Linked DNA regions of Mus musculus: region 1 is linked to region 2. Evidence: chromatin contacts called from public Hi-C data. All regions are on one chromosome and are shown on one strand. Each heading gives the region's core, a stretch centred on a gene start, on an enhancer-like site or on the middle of the called end of the contact. The rest is flanking DNA. Distances are from core to core; before and after follow the strand shown. Region 1 overlaps Gm41244 (a long non-coding RNA gene). Region 2 holds the start of Slitrk5 (SLIT and NTRK-like family, member 5).

Evidence for each region. Hi-C and Micro-C count contacts between places; a contact is called where the count stands out from the background.
Region 1: a contact with region 2 is called in a Hi-C map of cortical neurons, with 3 times the contacts expected there. The contact joins the enhancer-like site here to the promoter of Slitrk5 in region 2. A contact is called at or near these places in 4 of 39 promoter capture datasets (cranial neural crest, frontonasal cranial neural crest, hippocampal neurons and 1 more) and 4 of 484 Hi-C or Micro-C datasets (cerebral cortex, cortical neurons and ventral hippocampal neurons).

What each region holds. Positions count from the first base shown.
Region 1 is chr14:114,790,246-114,792,945 of GRCm38.p6, forward strand. All of the region lies in intron 1 of Gm41244 (a long non-coding RNA gene), which reads right to left. Among named protein-coding and RNA genes, the nearest start is that of 4930524C18Rik, 40 kb to the right of the region's middle. Within about 2 kb of position 1,301, at least 9 of the 459 cell types and tissues checked have an H3K27ac peak or open chromatin away from gene starts, as enhancers often do. A contact at or near this core is called in cortical neurons, where this site is marked.
Region 2 is chr14:111,673,725-111,676,424 of GRCm38.p6, forward strand. It overlaps Slitrk5 (SLIT and NTRK-like family, member 5), which reads left to right and starts at 1,391. Exons shown (of 2, transcript NM_198865.1): 1 at 1,391-1,999. Gm30439 (a long non-coding RNA gene) reads right to left here and starts at 1,788. Exons shown (of 4, transcript XR_001781455.2): 1 at 637-1,788.

The sequences.
Region 1 (2,700 bases), core at 51-2,550, 3.1 Mb after region 2:
GAAAATGCCAACAGAGCATTACTGTAAGCATATGTAAGATAATGTATTAGGCAAAAGGCCATCCAAATCCCATTTACAATCTAATTGTGTCTGAGCTATCAGCAGAACTCAGGGAACAGTCCGAGAGGGCTTTACAGAGTCACAATCCCTGAAGGCACCAACGTAGCATGCGCCTCTAGCACAGGCTTTTAAACAGAATGTCTTCCAGTGCCACACTGGAAAAGTACCCAGGCTTGAAGACTCCATTCAACGTCTAATTCCTGGGCTGCCTGAATCCATCTCACTGTCTCGCGCTTTCCTCTTTCCCAGCTACAAACCTCGGCATTCATTCCCTGTGTTACACTGCTCAACTCACAGATTCGCCAACCAAGGCTATCCCTGCCTAAAACCTGACTACCTACCCCATGAAAATTGTTACCAGCAAACTTCTCAGTGTGTCTGTGTAACCCTTCCTCTTGGGTAAGTAGTCCCCTATTCTGCACAGTCACCTCCCAGAGAATACTAAATAAAATGTTCTACTGAAGCTCAAAAGACCAACAAAGCAAAAAGCAGTAGTGGTGTTCTTTTATGCAGGAAGATAGCTTACTTTCTGTAATGAAGACATAAAGGAAACATTTATCTTGCTGAATACTGGCTGCATGCACCCTTACTTCATGGTGTTGGTGCAGAAAAAATTACAAGAATTTTGCCTAATTCATGCTGTTTTGGAAAACTATACATCTTGCCTTGTTTCTCACTAATTGACATTACATTCGTGTATAATATTTTTTTAGTTTAAATTACAGTACTGTAAAAATTAATAGGAGCTTAAACAGGCAAGAATAGCAACAGAATTCTTAATGCCTGTGCTAACTTAGAATATGTGTAGTGATATATACAGTCCTTGAAAGTGCCAGTAATACACAACTGGGCTACAACGATGGAGTATTGATACCATGTCTCCTTATATCTTTCAACTCTGTTGAGTACCACCTGAATAACGGCTCTGCAGGTCTATAATTACCAAATTCCACTTGTCTTTCTTCTAATTAGAATGATTTCCATGTTATATCTAGTTTTCCTTATTGAGACAGAACAAAACAACAGAAGCATGATTGAGCTCACTACTGCATTAGCATGGAGGGATTGCTAATTCCACGTGAGAGCTCTTTCCTGTGAACTCTTTTTTTTTTTTTTTTTTTAATTTCACTTCTTATTCTGCAGACTCTCAGCAAAACCTGTCGGAATTAGAAGCGTCTGTAATGGACGCTACAATTCCCTTTACATCGACAGTGTCCCAAACACAACAAAGGCTGATTTTTAAAGCAGGTTGGAACCATTTGTTCATGTCTTCAATACATAAGTTTCAAAACGCAGCCCATTGTGAATGGGCATACAGTGCGCTTCTGCCATCTACCGGGAAAATGGCAGATTGCAGTTTCCATCATTCTGCTGCAGTACATTCAAGACAATAGTGATTAAGTCAGATTCACCAGACACATCAAAGATAGTTTTTTTCCGGCACTACTCTACTCAGTACATTCTCTCCCAATATTTCCAGGAAAATGTATTCCAAAATTAGAGCGAGTCAGGAATGCTTGAGAATATTTCTTCTGGGGTAAAATCTAAAGTCCACAGGAAAAAGAGTTTTAAGATGACTTATTTTATTATTACAAATACGATTAATTATCTTATTCATTTACGTTTCAAATATGGCCTCCCTTCCCTGTCCTGCTCCATGAGAGCCCCACCACATACAGTTTCTCCTTCACCTCTAAGAAGGTGCTCCCTAACCCACCCACCCATTCCCACATCACCTCTCTAGCATCCCCCTTCTCTGGGGCATCAAGCCTCCACAGGACCAAGTGCATCCCCTCCCATCGAGGTCCGACAAAGGCTACCCTCTGCTACATATATAGGGAAAGGCATGGACCAGCCCATGTATGCTTTTTGGTTGGTGGCTTAGTCTCTGGGAGCTCTGTGTGGTCCAGATTAGTTTATACTATTGTTCACCCTATGGGGTTGCAACCCCCTCCAGCTCCTTCAATCCTTACACTAACTCTTTCATTGGGGTCCCTGGGCTCAGTGCAATGGTTGGCTGTGAGTATCTGGGAGTTAGTCAGGTGCTGGTAGAGCCTCTCAGAGGATAGCCATGCCAGGCTGCTGTCTGCAAGCACATCTTGGCATCACCAATAGTGTGGGGGTTTGGTGTCTGCATGGGATGGATCCCAAGTTGGGGCGGTCTCTGGGTTGCCTTTCCTTTAGTCTCTGTTCTCCCTCCTCTCTCCTCTCTCCTCTCTCCTCTCTCCTCTCTCCTCTCTCCTCTCTCCTCTCTCCTCTCTCCTCTCTCCTCTCTCCTCTCTCCTCTCTCCTCTCTCCTCTCTCCTCTCTCCTCTCTCCTCTCTCCTCTCTCCTCTCTCCTCTCTCCTCTCTCCTCTCTCCTCTCTCCTCTCTCCTCTCTCCTCTCTCCTCTCTCCTCTCTTCATTTCCTTTAGCCAGAAACAATTCTGGGTTACAAAATTTGAGATGGATTGGTGGCCTCATTCCTCAATGGAGGATCATGTCTATCTACTGGAGGTGGTTAGTCTCTTCAGGCTCCATGTTTCCACTGTTGGGCATGTTGGCTAATGTCATCTTCATTGGGTCCTGGGAGCCTCTCAGATCCCTGGTGTCTGTGACTTTCTAGTGATTCTCCCACCCCACACTGAAAAAATATTTGTA
Region 2 (2,700 bases), core at 141-2,640:
TCCTATGACAGAATATGCAAACTTAATTTTGTTCTAAGATTTTCATCAACTGACATCACAGATTACGTCACTCTTTTCTCCCTCGAAGAGCACCCAAACTTACAGGAAATAAACACTGCTTCAAAAAAGTGTTTACGGCTTAGCTAGAATACATATACTCATCATATTTATGTAGAAGAAATATTAAAATCATTAAAATTTCCAAAAGGTTGAAATAATTCACTACCTCTATATAAGCCCTTGAAATTGAACATACATGGATGCTGTGAAGAACTCTTTATAGACAAACACATAAAATACTACCCCTGGAATCTATTAATATCAATCGCGTATAATCAGACTATAACCACAATAAGTTCCCATTAGTGAAAACTGAGAGACTTCTATGTATGTTTAAAACATAATTTCAGAATAGAAAAATTAAAATTCACTTGCATGGCCAAACTGGCCATCTAAGACAGTTTGAAGCGAATGAGCAGCCTGCTCTGGGCCCCTAACTCAAAACAATTTTCCTTTGCTCCTTGTGAAGGCTGCAGGCCTTAAATTCTTAAAACGTAAAACACATCCTATGAATATACAGACCTCCTTTAGGGGAGGAAGTTGTCTGGTTTCCTGGTAGAAGCCAGTCATACTTACTATAGAGTTGATCAGCAGTTCATCAGGTGAGTCCTCAAGTAAAGTGTCATGAGACACTGCCTCTATTTCGGTTCTTTCCAGATTTCTAGTTCGCTTAGGGTATTCATTTTTCTCTCTGCTCAATCACTCCGACATACTTAGAAAAAGTGATTCTTTAAAAAAAAAAGATAAAAATAACACACTCTTTATAGCTAGGATGAGCCACTCCCTCCAGGGTCCCTTACTGGAGACAACTCACACTGCCACAAAGACTCTTCCAAAGGGCAGAAGCATTTGGGCAAACGGCTACCGGTAAGAGTCATCTGTCCCTGATCGCCACCAAGCCTAACACTGTCAGGGTTATTTCCAGCCCTTCCTTTCCGAGAAGACGAGTGCACACTCCTACGCTCCAGTTGCGCACATGGTCCAAGACTCCTCTGTCTCCACGAATGTGACATCTAAGGGGGTTCTGGCTATGCCTCCAGAGCCCAGGGACGCCTTCGCCCTCGGCTGCCACCTACCGGCCACTGGGCTCCTGCTTCGCCCCGGGCCATCATGTCTGCTGCAGCTTGGCTCGCACCAGCGGCGCGACAATAAACAAGTGCCGCGGACCGGGCCCTGCACCCGCTACCCAGCAGATGTGACTGCCTTCTCAGATCCCATGAGAGAAGACGTGACTTTTTCTTAGTTTCTTTCTCTTTTTCTTTCTTTCTTTCTTTTTTTTTTTTCTTTCTTTCTTTTTTTCTTTTCTTTTTTTTTTTTTTTTTTTTTTTTTATAGAGCGTCCAAGCTGCCAGGACATGCCACAGGCATAGAGCAACGCTGCTCCTACCCCCCTTGGACCCCTCAAAGGATGTCGGAGATAAAGAGTTGCAAATAATGAGGATCGTGCGCCGCATCTGGGGAGGGATAGCAAAAATCCGCTGCAAACCCCGGGAGCGGTGAAGCCGCCAAGAGGATGCGGGAGCCTTTCAAATACTAATTAGGGGCCGCGATTGCAGGTTTGCCTTGGGGACAGAGGCATCCAGGGTCCGGTGGTCCTGGCGTTTGGGGGAGAAGAGCGCAGCGGAGGAACCGCCGCCGAAGCAGCCCGGGGGCCAGTACCACCTTCTCTCGCCCCCTCACTACCATGTACAGTGTGCGCTGCAAGAAGAAGGCGGGCGATGAACGCACACCCTCGAGCCCCACTCCTTCTGGTTCGTCCTGGGGCGTGCGACACTGACTAGGGGGGAATGTGGTGAAGACGCCGACCCGGAGAGGCTAGGGGGGAGGGGAGGGCGGCCCGCGCGATCCCAGGCCGGAGGGTGCCAAGAGCCCGAGGCGGCTGGAGGGGGCGGCTGCCATCGCTGGGTCGGAGAAAGTTGCCCCCAGTGCAGATGGGAACAGTAAGTACCGGCCGGGTCAGGGGGGTACGGCGAGGGGGCCCTGAGATCTGGGGATCGCGCGTGGGAGCGATGGTGCGAGCGAGCGTGAGTGAGAGCGGGTGCGAGCGAGCGCTCGACCAGGCTGACCAGCACGTTGAGCAGGCGACGGGGCCGGGCAGCCCGCTCCGCGTCCCCCTCCTCGGTCTCCCCACTTCCCCTCCCCACTGCGCCCTCCCCGCCCTGCCGGCTCCGGCTCCCAGCCTCAGCCGCGAGCTGCCTTTCCAGCGAGTCGCCGGCCGTCCCCTCCCCCACACCCCACACCCCACTACCCGCCCTGGCTACCGCGGAGAGCGCCAGGGAGAGCCCTTCGGGGAGCCCCGGAACCCGCGGTCGCCACCGCGGCGGCGGCCCGGGGCTAGCGGCGCGGCGTCCGGGTGCCGCTTCCCTCTGGCTGCTCAGCCTGCACGGCTGGCAGCCTTCTGTGTCTGCCTAGGCTTCCAAAAATCGGTGCACACCCCAAAGAGGTGTTTTTCTGAAAGGGTCGCTATGATGACTGGGCCCCTGAGATGTGAGACCGGGTAAGTCCGCGGTTTACTTTGCAAAAGAGGTTTTCTGTGTGTGTCTGGGTGGTATGGCGAAGTGGCTTTCTTTCCATCTCTTCCCTCCCCTTCTTCCTCCCTTTACCCTTCCTTTGCTTTGGGGCGGGGTGGGGGAGGGGGAGC